Regions from separate parts of the Ovis aries genome. Here region 2 is linked to region 1. The links are chromatin contacts, called in public Hi-C maps. All regions are on one chromosome and are shown on one strand. Each heading gives the region's core, a stretch centred on a gene start, on an enhancer-like site or on the middle of the called end of the contact. The rest is flanking DNA. Distances are from core to core; before and after follow the strand shown. Region 1 holds the start of TRMU (tRNA mitochondrial 2-thiouridylase). Region 2 holds the start of CERK (ceramide kinase).

Region 1 (5,770 bases), core at 3,096-5,595:
GAGGTCACTGCAGGCCACCGGCCTCCATCCTCCCGGCCCAGCTTGCCTGCTGGGTACAGAGTGAAGAATGGGTACGCTCCAGATGAGTCTGGATTTTCTGCCTGTAAAATAGCAAGTGACCATCTTTAAAGTTAAGATTGTATGAAAAGTCAAATATTCTAGTTTAAGTTAAATGGTAAAGTAAATGAAAATGGATTAAACCACCTCTTGATGTTTAAGATTATCCTAATTTTCAAAGACAGATGGCTGTATTTATTAGTGATCACTATGCACAATGTATATTATTCGAAACGTTAATTCTTTCTACCAAAGTGATTTTCAAAATTTAGCATGAAGAAAAATTGGTTAAGTGCAGACCCCAGGTCCGCACTTGGGTCCGGGGCAGCCTAGTCATCTGCACTTTCAGTGAGCAGCCAGGGGGGTCCCGATGTGATGGTCCACAGACTATACCTGAGGGAGGGGAGCACGGGGGGAGGAGGGGCTCGTGTGAATGCTGGGGTGACGGGCGGTGTGCGGGGGACAGACCCCTGGGGTGCTGGAGCAGGAGCACTCCTTGTGAAGTGCACTCCCAGCCTGCAGCCGTTCTGACTTGATCTTGGTTGAAAGTGAGTGGGCCCGAAAGCCGCTAGTGTGTATGGATAATTTCTCAGTCTTGGCCTCACAGCAAACAGTAGGAATGCTGCTAAGTGGACCTGCTCTGGGGCTCCCGTCCAAGGCTCCCCGCACAGAGCCAGGCGGCCTTTGACCCCAGAGGGGTGTCCCGCACTTCCGGGTCATTGTTTGGAAGGGCGACCCCAGTGGATCAAGAGTGAAAAGCGCTTCCTGGGCGGCGCTGCCGCACCTGCAGGTCAAGCGCTGCAGGTAAAGGAGGGGCTGCTCGGAAGGCGGGGTTCCTGCCTGGGGCAGCCGGTCAGGTGACCAGCGGCTAGCTCCCCACTCTCTGACTTAAAACAGCCCTCGCCCCTGGAGCTCCCTCGGGCCGGTGGAGCCGAGCCCGTGGGAGTCCTGGCGGTCCGCTCCTCCGCCCTCGTCCCCATCCCGGTGGCCAGCGTGGCGTTAATCCACCGCTAGGGTCCTCGGATGTCTCGTCTGGCTCCTCATTTCATAGGGGAACACCAAAATCTGGGGTTGAAACCATTCAGTGAATATTTATGGAGACTCTCCTGTGGGCAGCGGTCATGGGGGTGCAAAGCTCGCACATGGCTGTCTTCTGGGGGTGTGGTGGTGAGTGGGAGAGAGGGGCTCTGGCCGTCCTGCCTACAGCGCAGGGGTGAGCTGGGCCTTGGCCCGTGCCTGCTCCCCCAGGCTCCTTGGAGCAGCCACACTCTGGTTTCCGTCCAGCTGGTCCCACAAAGCACTTTTCCTCTCTGGCTCCCAGGCCCTCAGCCCACCACTGGGAGGGAGACCAAGGGGAGGGGAGGGGCTGCCCTTTCCTCGGTACCTGGGGGTGAACAAGCTCGGGTGCCGCCAGAGGGCCACCCTTCTCAGCTTGAGAGGCCCAACTTCACGTGATCGTCACATTCCATTAATTCTCAGGTGCAAACGCTTTCACGTTTCACAGCTGACATCCACACAGCTCACACTGCTGTAGTTGGGCCATTTGGGATGTCGTCGTTGACACTGCTGGTCCATCGTGCACCTGTGTTAGGCAGTGATTAAAGATTTGGAGCCTCTAAGTAGCAAGTGGTTGTCGCTCAGTGGCACAGTCCTGTCTGACTCTTTGCGACCCCAAATAGCTAATAACCGCCCATTAACTGAGAAGGAGCAGAAAACACAGTTGCCAAGGTGTCATGTTTCAGCCACTGTAGGGGTGGGTGGCAGCTCTCCTAACCCCAAGGCCATGTGCTGGGCATGATACTGGACTCTGCCTCAGGCGGGCGGGGTGCCCCAGACAGCCCAAAGTCCAGTGACATCAGCTGGGCCGCCCCACAGCCTCAGCTAAACGAATGCTCACTCTGAAGTCCTCTGAAGGCCAGGTGTCATGCCCCCTTGTCGGGGTTTCCTGACCCCTTATTCTGAAATGCAGTCCTTTTTCTGTTTCCCTGCAGGGCCCCGCTTACGCCTCCTGCTCTTGGCACTCTCAGTTGGCATTTCCTGCTTCTCGTCTCAGAATGGGGACATGGGGCCTCCCTCATTTCACTCTAGACTCTTTTTTTTTCTTCCTTATGCGGGATCCTAGTTCCTCAATCAGGGATCAAACCCGAGTTCCCTGCAGTGGAAGCGTGGAGAACTTACCCACGGGACTGCCAGGGAATTCCTTCACTTTGAACTCAAAACTACTCCTGTTCTCAAGAAAATGACTTGTCTTAAGAATTATCCACATTTAGACATTAATGTCCACTGTTAACCTAATGTGATTTTAATGCCAAGCTTTGGTGTGTATATTATTTACCTGATTTAAAAAACCATCAGCAGGATTTCCCTGGTGGCCCAGTGGTTAAGACTCCGAGCTTCCATTGGCTGCGTGGGTTCCATCCCTGGTCGGGGAACTAAGATCCCACATGCCATGTGGCCAAAAGTAAACAAACAAAAATAAAAACCATCTGCATCTCTAGTGTATTTCCTCCCCAGCTTTTTTCAAACCATGGTTCAAGTCCTACCTGAAATCAGTTTTGTGAACTGCCCCAGCAGTTATCTGAAAGTGAAAGTTGCTCAATCATGTCCAACTCTTTTCGACCCCATGGACTTTACAGTCTATGGGATTCTCCGGGCCGGGATACTGGAGTGGGTAGCCTTTCCCTTCTCCAGGGGATCTTCCCGATCCAGGGATCGCATCCAGGTCTCCCACATTGCAGGTGGATACCAGCTGAGCCACAAGGGAAACCCTAACTTTTTCAGCAGTTTTAAACAGGAAAAATAAGATTTCCCTGGTGGTCCAGTGGTTGAGAATTCACCTGCTAGTCAGTGTAAGGGACACGAGTTTAATTCCTTTTCTGGGAAGATGCCACATGCAACTAAGCCCTGATGCCCTAGAGGCTGTTCTGTACTCTAGGGAAAGCCACTGCAGTGGCAAGCCTGGGCACCACAGCTAGAGAAGGCCAGTGCGCAGCAGTGAACCCCGCGCAGCCATAAGTCAGTAAATAAAAAATTTGGAAAAAAACTACTGGTGCCTGACCCCCTATCTCAATGACTGAGACTACTTCTTGCTCCCCTTCAAAAACTCATAACCGAGCAGAATCTCCGGAGGTGGTGGTTGGGGGACAGAGAGCCCGCCACTTCCCCCAGACTGCTGGCATTGGACTAAAGGCAGTTTGCCTTTCCGCCATTCGTGAGCACTGATTTTGGAAGCAGAGAGCAGCAGGACCAGCGCTGATGACAACGCTTGACCTAGCAGCCCCCACGGGGCTCTCAGCGCCTGTCCGCAGTGCGGCCATGAGCAGCTCCCCTGGAAGTGAACTGGGGTCGGCAGGCACCCTGGCCCTGCTGGGCCTGGCCCCACGCTGTCCCCAGGCCCAGGGCCCTCCACTCAGGGCTGGGCCCTCCACCTGCTCACCCTCCCCTTCAGGTCAGCTAAGGGAAGGCCCGCGCCCACTTCCAGAAGCACCCAGCTCGACATCACACTCTTCAGTCGTCTAGCAGCCTGTTCACTGGGCACCCTCCTGAGTCACTGTTGACTGAAAAAAGATGTACAGCTTGAGAGTTGCAAGTTAAGTTTTATCTGGGGCAAAATGAGGACTGCAGCTGGGAGGCAGCATCTCAGACGGCTCTGAGAGACTGCTCCAAAGCGGCAGTGGGGGAAAGTCAATATATAAGGTTTTGGTGAAGGGGGAGTTCAGTCCCATGAAACACCCAGTTTACACAAGGTTTTTTGTTAGTCCTGAGGATCTGATGTCACCTTGAAGGGATTTAGTGCTTCTCTAGATAGGAGGAGATGCCAGGATGGAGATCATAAGATATGTTCCTGAAAACATCCAACCAAAGACCTGTCTCTCCAGATTCCCTGGAGCACAGAGCACCTCACTCCACACAACTCCCTCAGGGGTTGTTGAAGGTCAAGAGCTATTTTAGCTGCATGGGGTTCAATCTCCGTGGAGGCAGATGGCAAATGCCTTTGTTGTTCAGACCTTGGCAATGCTCTTGGTAAGTGCCAATTTGTAGTTGACATCACACACACAGTTGTGTGCTGGGAACACACACTCGCACACTCACACACGCGCGCGCGCGTAGGAAGCGCTTAGTGTGTCCGGCAGCTGCCGGCAGAGAGGTAAGCCAGAGCCAGGAGTTCAGGGGGCGTGGTTACAGGCCCGCCTGGGAGCAGCGGGCAGGGAGGAACACAGGGCGCTGAGCACCCGCTTCCGCCCGGGCCTCTTCTGCGCTCTCGCCGCCAGGGGAGGGCGGGACTTCCGGCTAGGAGCGGAAGCGACGGCGGCAGTGAGGGGAATCGGCCGCTGTCAATGCAGGCGGCTCGGCACGTCGTGTGCGCCGTCTCCGGCGGCGTGGACAGCGCGGTGGCAGCGCTGCTGCTGAGGCGGAGAGGTGAGGAGGCCGAGCGGCCCCTTCTCGGAGAGCCCCGCCTGGCGGCGCGGCGCCCCGGCCCTCACTCTGCGCCTGGGGGTCGGACAGCGCGCGGCCGCCGCTCCGCCTGTCGGGGAGCGGTCAGGCCCCCCGTTGCCGCCGGGGTCGAGCAGGGGAGGGTGGGCCTCCGACTCCGGGCGGCCGCGTTTCTCCCCGGCCCCGAGGCCTTGCCCCCGCGGCGGTGGCGGCGGCGTCCGCACTCAGCCCAGGCCTGAGGAGCGCCGCAGCCTCCGTGGAGGCGCTTATCTCCACGACACACGACGTGGCCGTCTGGCTACGTGGGCGACCAGTCCCGGCGGGCTTATCAAGTCGCGGCTGTGCTTTCCACTCGGTGGGTGACAGACTGCGCAGGAGCGCTTCCGTTTTCTCAGGCGCCTGTCGGGCGCCCCCGGTCGGGAGCCGAGGCTCACTGCCCATCTGACTCTCCGTCCGTGTGACCCGCTCCCGTTGGGAGCCCTCCAGTACCTAGGTCCTGGAGGCGTCTTTCGTTCTTAGGCACTTGGAATGCAGAGGGAACCCCAGGTTCCTGACCTGGGACAAGTGATTCAAGCTCTTCCTGTTTGTAAAATGGAGGCACCGCCTACCTCCCAGGGTTACTGGAGGTGAAAGTGAAAGAAAGTGAAGTCACTCAGTCGTGTCTGACTCTTTGTGACCCCATGAACTGCAGCCCGCCAGGCTCCTCCGTCCATGGGATTTTCTAGGCAAGATTACTGGAGTGGGTTGCCATTTCCTTCTCCAGGGAATCTTCCCGACCTAGGAATCGAACCCAGGTCTCCCACATTGTAGGCAGACGCATTTACTGTCTGAGCCACCAGGGAAGTTACTGGAGGTAGTAGTAATAAATAACAGGACACACAAAGCCTTTACCCCAGCGCCCAGCACACGTTAGGCACTCAGCAGTAAAGGTTATTAGTTCGTATTAATAACCAAACTGTCACAAAAGGTGTAATAAAAAGTGTCAAATACAAGTAGAGACAGACTGTGAGCATACATACTTGCGATGGGGAAGGGAATCAAAGCATCACAGAGATGGTGCTGTTTGCGCTGAGACTGCTGTCAAAGCCAAGTTCATATGTTCGGTGGCACAGTGAGGCCAGACACACTGAAGTTTTGAGTTTGGAGCAGAGAAAGGTTTATTCATCTAGGAGGTAGCAACCTGGAAGATGAGAGACCTAAGATCCTCTCATCCCTGGTATCACCACTTGGAGGGGGAGGAGGAGGAGGAGTTCCCTAAGCAAAGGCTGGGGCTCAGGAG
Region 2 (5,915 bases), core at 1,367-3,866, 310 kb after region 1:
CACCACCCCCCCCCCGACCACCTCCATGAGGATGTGGACTTGCCTGGCCCCGTGGCGCCAGCCCTGAACACACTGGGGCGCGTAATAAGGGTGCCCATGTTAGTCCCATAAGGGTGCCTGTCCCAGACTCATCGCTGAAGAAGCTGCTGCTCAGAGCAGGGCTCCCAAGTGACGGGTTTGGCTCCAGGGGCCTGAGCCACCTGTGTGCTGCCCCCACCCCCAGCTCTCCTTGGCTTCTCTTGCGCATGTCTCCCCTCAGGTGGCGGAAGGGCGGGCACACGGCCTTGCTGCCCGTGCCTGGCACCAGGGAGCCACACGTACTGGTTTTACCCTGCCAGCTCCCTGTGACTCACTCATGCTGGAGCCCAGCCCCCGTTCGGCCTGGGGCAGGGAGTCAGGAGCCAGGACAGGGCAGAGGGCGGGGGTGGGTTCTGGCCCCTCCCTTGGGCACGCTGTACCTGATCTCCCAGCCCGGTAGTGCCCTTGGCGGCAAGGCCTGCCCTGCCCCCTCCCTCCCACAGCTGCCGCTCTGAGGCTCTGGAAACATGGATATGAAACTTCTCTGGAAATCTTGCGCCAGTGCCGGGCGGGGGTGGTATCGCAGCGCTGCCCTGAAGAGTAATCAGGAGATCAACTCTGGATATTCACTGGAAGGACTGACGCTGAAGCTGAAGCTCCAGTACTTTGGCCACCTGATGCGAAGAGCTGACTCATTTGAAAAGACCCTGATGCTGGGAAAGATTGAGGGCAGGAGGAGGAGGAGGCGGCAGAAGATGAGACAGTTGGGTGGCATCACCAACTCAATGGACATGAATTTGAGCAAACTCTGGGAGACAGTGGAGGACAGAGAAGCCTGGTTTGCTGCAGTCCATGGGGTCGCAAGGAGTTGGATGCGACTGAGCAGCTGAGCAACGACAACAGCGTGAAGAGCTATGGCAGGAACCAGCTGGTGGGCAGGGACTCAGAAACCCAGCCCCGCCGTGGGACCTCTGCCTGGGGCCTCCCTGGGCTGGGCCCCTTCTGCCCTCTTCAGTCACTACATAGGGTCCTTGAATGCCACGTGTCAGCTCGTACAGTCCTGCAGCCAGAGGGGCGCCGAGAGAGGATGTAGGCCCCCCTGCCCCCACCCTCACCTCCGTGGGGGAGGCCCTAGCATCAAGTGGGAAACACTGGTGGGGCCCCCAGGGACCGCCTCCCCCTCCCTCGGTAGACCACAGGCCAGGCCAGGGTCTCCTAGTGGCTGTTAGGGGTGGTGTTGTGACCCCTGAAATCCACACGCTGTGGCACTAGCCCCCCAGGGCCTCAGAATGTGCGTGTGTGTGGAGCTAGACTCTTGATGGAGGTGATTAAGGTGAAATGTGGCCTGTGGACCCCCATCCAGCATGACTGGTGGCTTCAGCAGGGGAAGAGCTGGACACCAAGAGCAGGCATGCTGGTGCCCAGAGGGTCAAACACAAGAGGCCCCGCTTGCAAGCCCCCGGGAGAGGCCTCAGAGCAACCAAGCCTTGTTGGCGCCTTGACCTCGGACTTGCAGACTCTCTGAACCGGAACTGGGGAAATAAACTTTTATTGTTTAAGCCACCCAGTCTGTGGCATCTTGCAGCCCTGGCAAAGCCCTCCTGTGGCCCTCCACGCCAGGGAGCTGTCCTCCTCGGTTTGGGGAGGGGCCTGGACAAGGCAGGAGCCGCATGCTTAAACTGGGGAGAAAGTATCAAAATAAAGTTTCCAGAAGACTGGCTTCCTGCGGTTGAGCTGCATGGTGAGAGGGCTGGGCTGGGGGTCAGGCCCCCGCTAAGGGCTGTGGGCCTGTGACTCAGCACAGCGCTGGGCAGTGGGAAGAAGGAGGCGGCTTCACCTCCAGAGCCGCTGGCAGTCCTCCCCCCACCCCTCCTGTGCCTCAGGTCTTGATGGGCCCCTCAGAGCTGGCTGCACAGTCACGGAAGGGGCAGCATGGCCCTCTGCTCAGGAAGTGCCCTCGGCCCGCTGGCGGGCCTTCCAGCCACCTCGCCGCTCACCTGTCCCATGTGGGACCCTGGGCGGAGGCCCTTCCCACCTGTCTGCCCATTTTTCCCCCGGCTGCCTCCTCCAACGCGGCTGAGTCAGTGGGGAGCTCTGCTGGGGCCTCCTCTGGGCTGCCCGTGCCTGGCCCTTTCCGCCTGCAGCTCTGCAGGGCACACTCGCTGGCCTGCTGGGTGCACGGCTGGCCGGTCTTCTGCGGGGCTTCCGTGAGCCCTGGCAGCCCACTGGGCCAGAGGGCAAGGGCTCAGCCTGGCAGCCTGCAGCCCTGGCCTGCCAGGCCCCATCACCTGCCCTGTCCCATGTCCCCGCTGCCAGCTTGGCCTGCTGCCTGGTGGCCCATCTGCCCTGCAGCCTGTGGCGGCCAGCTTGTCTGGGCTGGACACCACGGCCAGCACTGGCCAGCGCCCCCTGGACTGCACTGTGCCTGCCCAGGTCACCTCACTCGTGGGATGCTTGGTCTGTGAGGCATTGTCTGGGCCCACAAGCATCCTGCCCACCAGCTCATTCCTGCCCAACGCCCACTGGCTTCTGCCCACTGAGCCCTGGCCACCTGTGGAGACCTGGCACCATCAGCATCTTCCAGCACCACCCGTTCCATGACCTCTGACCGACTTCCTCTCTGTCCTGGGAGCCCCTGGCTGTGTGGACAGCGACAGCTGCCTGCTTATCTTCCCAGGCTTCCTTCCCATGAAGTCAGCACCTCACTTGACATCAGAACCCCACGGGGTGGGGAGGGAACACCTGTCCCAGCTGCACCTGCTCCCAGCAAGGCCGCCCTGCGCCTGTGCCCTCCGTCCTGGAGGGAGAGCTTCTAACTGCTGCAGGTCAAGGTTGACTGCCTGGAGGAAACGTCCAGGAGAGAGTAAGCTGGTAAGTTACAAAAATGCACATTCCCATGTTGCTCCTGTGGGGGCTTCTCAGGAGGCCCTGGTGGTAAAGAACCCACCTGCCAACGCAGGAGCTGCAAGAGACGCAGCTTCAGTCGCCGGGTGGGGAAGATCCCCTGGAGGAGGGCACGGCAACCGCACCCCAGTATTCTTGCCTGGAGAATCCCGTGGACAGAGGAGCCCACAGGGTCGCACAGAGTTGCACGCGACTGAATGACTTGGCATGCACGCCTGTTGCTCTTGCAACACAAACAACAACCTCTGCAAGTGGGAGTCATTAGCCCCATTTTACACACGGAAAGACAGGCCGCAAAACTAACCTGGCCTGCTCACATTCTACAGAGAGGTAACCATCCGGCTGGGAGCCCCAGGGCCACGCCGGCGTAGGAGACTCTGGAATGTGAGAACAAGGGCACTCCAGGGCAGCCTGTGCCCCAGCGGGTCCCACGCTGGGCACCCCAGCAGGACCACCCCGGGGACACGCAGCAGGTCCTGCCTGACCTGCTGTTTCGGACCCTCATCCGGACTCCCAGAGGGCGAACTGCAGAGGCTGTCCGTCTACCCAGGAAAGCCCCGAGATTGGGCTGGCCTGGAGGGTGGCCCTCAGGGGTGGGGACCTCAGGGTTGGTGGTCAAGGGCTGACCTGAGCTGGAAGGGCCGGTCGAGGGGTGGGGTAGCCGAGGATAACTCCGCAATGGCCAAGGATCAAGGCTGCTCACACCCCTGGGCAGCGTGGGGAGTAGCGTGCCAGGGGAGGGCTCAAAGGCCAGGATGGGGTTCAGTCTGGGCCCCATGGGCCCCCAGGCCTGCTCGGGTGAGCCATCTGGGTCGGGTACTGACAGGGTGCATCTCAGCCCTCATCTCATCTCCAGGGTGAGGCTGCCCTGCACGGGAGGGGATGGTCTCAGCGGGATCAGGGCCAGGGTTACCCAGCAGTCAGGGGTGGAACATGGACCGACACGCAGCGCGGTGGAAGCCCAGAAGGTGCTCTCAGACAGCCTGGCCACATTCTGGGTTTCTCTGCCAGTGGGGAACAGGCCCAGAGGCCCTGAGAGTGGGTCTGCCTTGTCAGAGGTGGTGTTTGCGCTGCAGTAGGCTGTTCTGGAGAAAAGACCAGCTCCCTCGGGGGGGAGAGTCCTGGACTCTGGGGAGACTCCCCCTCCCCATCTCTGCAGCTGGAGGAAAGCCTGCTGGCTGGCTGGGGTCCTTACAGGCAGGGTGCGCTCAGTGAGGGTGGTGGGAGGCCTCCCCCAGGTCTGCAGAGAGTCCGCTTCTGATTTCCGCAGCCTGATCTTGACTCCTGCGTGTGTGTGGTGGGGGCGCTGCTACAATATCCAGCCTTGGGGGCTCGGGGGAGGAGGACCCTGGGAGGTTCCCGGCCAGGTGACATCTACGGCCCAGCACGCAGCCGGGCCGGCGGAGTGGCCTTGATCGGGTGGAGTGGACTGGGGTGGGGAACACGGGACCTGGCGCCCAGGGCTGCTGGAGACATGGCGGAGGCGGTGGCACACAGGACAGCCACCCGCTATGATCTCAGCCTGGTAGAGAGAGGCTGGACAGCTCACCTGGATAGATGTCGTATTTGTCTTTTTCTATCCAAGCTCTGTAAAAAATTAGAGGAAATTGCAAAGATGTGGGGAAGGATGATCTGAGTGAGCCACACAGTAGGGGAGGGCAACGGTGAGGTCCATGAGCTGGGAGGAGTAGGCGGGTGGGCCTGGGGACAGGAGGCAGGGGACAGCGTTGGGTTCGGAGCCTGTGCACCCTGTGGGGGGAGGGTGGGGCAGAAAACCTGCTTCACATAAACCCTGGAAAATGTAAGTAAGGCCTTCCGGAGGAAAGACAATCTTAAGATGAAGAATAAAACACCATCTGGGCTTAGCCCAGGAGTTCTGCAGCACAGACAAAGCATCTACTATTGAGTCCAAAACCAACCAAACAAAAAACAGGTGGGGAGAGAAGACGGAGGATCAGAAACAACACTGAATCGCCAGGGCTCCCTAGAGAATGGTTGGAGTCAGTGGGACCGAGACAAACCCGGCTAGACATTGCCGCGCAGCGGCAGCTGGCCAGAGGACACCATGCGTGGAAGGCCAGGCAGTAAGGAGGCCAGAACAAAGGCGAGCTGGAGAGCTGCGCGCACGCAGGGTCTGTGTGAGGCAGGAGCTGGGATGCCAGGGCGGAGGGGGCGTGAGTGGTGAACTCAGCGCGAGGCTCAGACCAGGGACCGCGGGCCACTGTGCTCCGCCTCCTCAACAGACGGGGACACTGAGGCCAGAGACGGGCAGCAACCTCTGAAAAGTCCAGGCAAGCAGCCACCCCCCCTGACTCAGGCTCACTGAGCCCTACTGTGTGCCAGGCCCTGGCAGGTACAGGGACCCAACCCAGGAGCAGGCTCTTGCAGGGCCTTCTGTGGGCCCAAGAGAAGGATCACGGAGGAAGGTCCTAACAGGGTAATGCATTTCACTACTTGCAGAACAGCCCAGGAAATGCGCCTGCAATGCAGGAGATGCGGGTTGAATCTTTGGGAGGAGGAAATGGCAACTTGCTCCAGTATTCTCGCCTAGGAAATCCCATGGACAGAGGAACCTGGCAGGCTCCAGTCCACAGGGTCGCGAAGAGCTGGCCACGACCGAGAGACCAGTAACAACAAGAAACAGAGGGAAGTCACAAAGTCCTGCAGTGGCAGCGATGCCGCCTTTATTCAGAGCCTGCTCTGTGTCAGTCGGGACCCGGTTCATGGCCTCCCCTGGAGATAAAGCTAATTGTGCCCATTTTACAGATGAGGGGCCTGAGGCTCAGTGGGATGTGAGTGCTGCCTCATCTGAGCTAAGGCATAGGCATGGCCTCTTTCTATAGACGGACTCCTGCATCAGCCACCAAAATGCTGTAACATCTGTTTGTGTTAGGGAAACATCCAAAAAAATCCTCAGGCAACCAAACAAAAAGATACACAAGAACCCTTTAAACTCTTTCTCAGATGCTACGAAATCTCAGAGCGTTGTCTGC

The links. Hi-C and Micro-C count contacts between places; a contact is called where the count stands out from the background.
Region 2: a Hi-C map of liver shows a contact between it and region 1, with 4 times the contacts expected there. The contact joins the promoter of CERK here to the promoter of TRMU in region 1. A contact is called at or near these places in 2 of 16 Hi-C or Micro-C datasets (liver and tail adipose tissue).

Annotation. Positions count from the first base shown.
Region 1 is chr3:222,533,414-222,539,183 of ARS-UI_Ramb_v3.0, forward strand. It overlaps TRMU (tRNA mitochondrial 2-thiouridylase), which reads left to right and starts at 4,346. Exons shown (of 11, transcript XM_027968216.3): 1 at 4,346-4,476. The coding sequence starts at 4,395. It overlaps GTSE1 (G2 and S-phase expressed 1), which reads left to right. Exons shown (of 12, transcript XM_042247888.1): 12 at 1-205.
Region 2 is chr3:222,842,711-222,848,625 of ARS-UI_Ramb_v3.0, forward strand. CERK (ceramide kinase) reads right to left here and starts at 2,617. Exons shown (of 18, transcript XM_042247895.2): 1 at 2,580-2,617; 2 at 2,054-2,243; 3 at 1-72. The coding sequence starts at 2,617.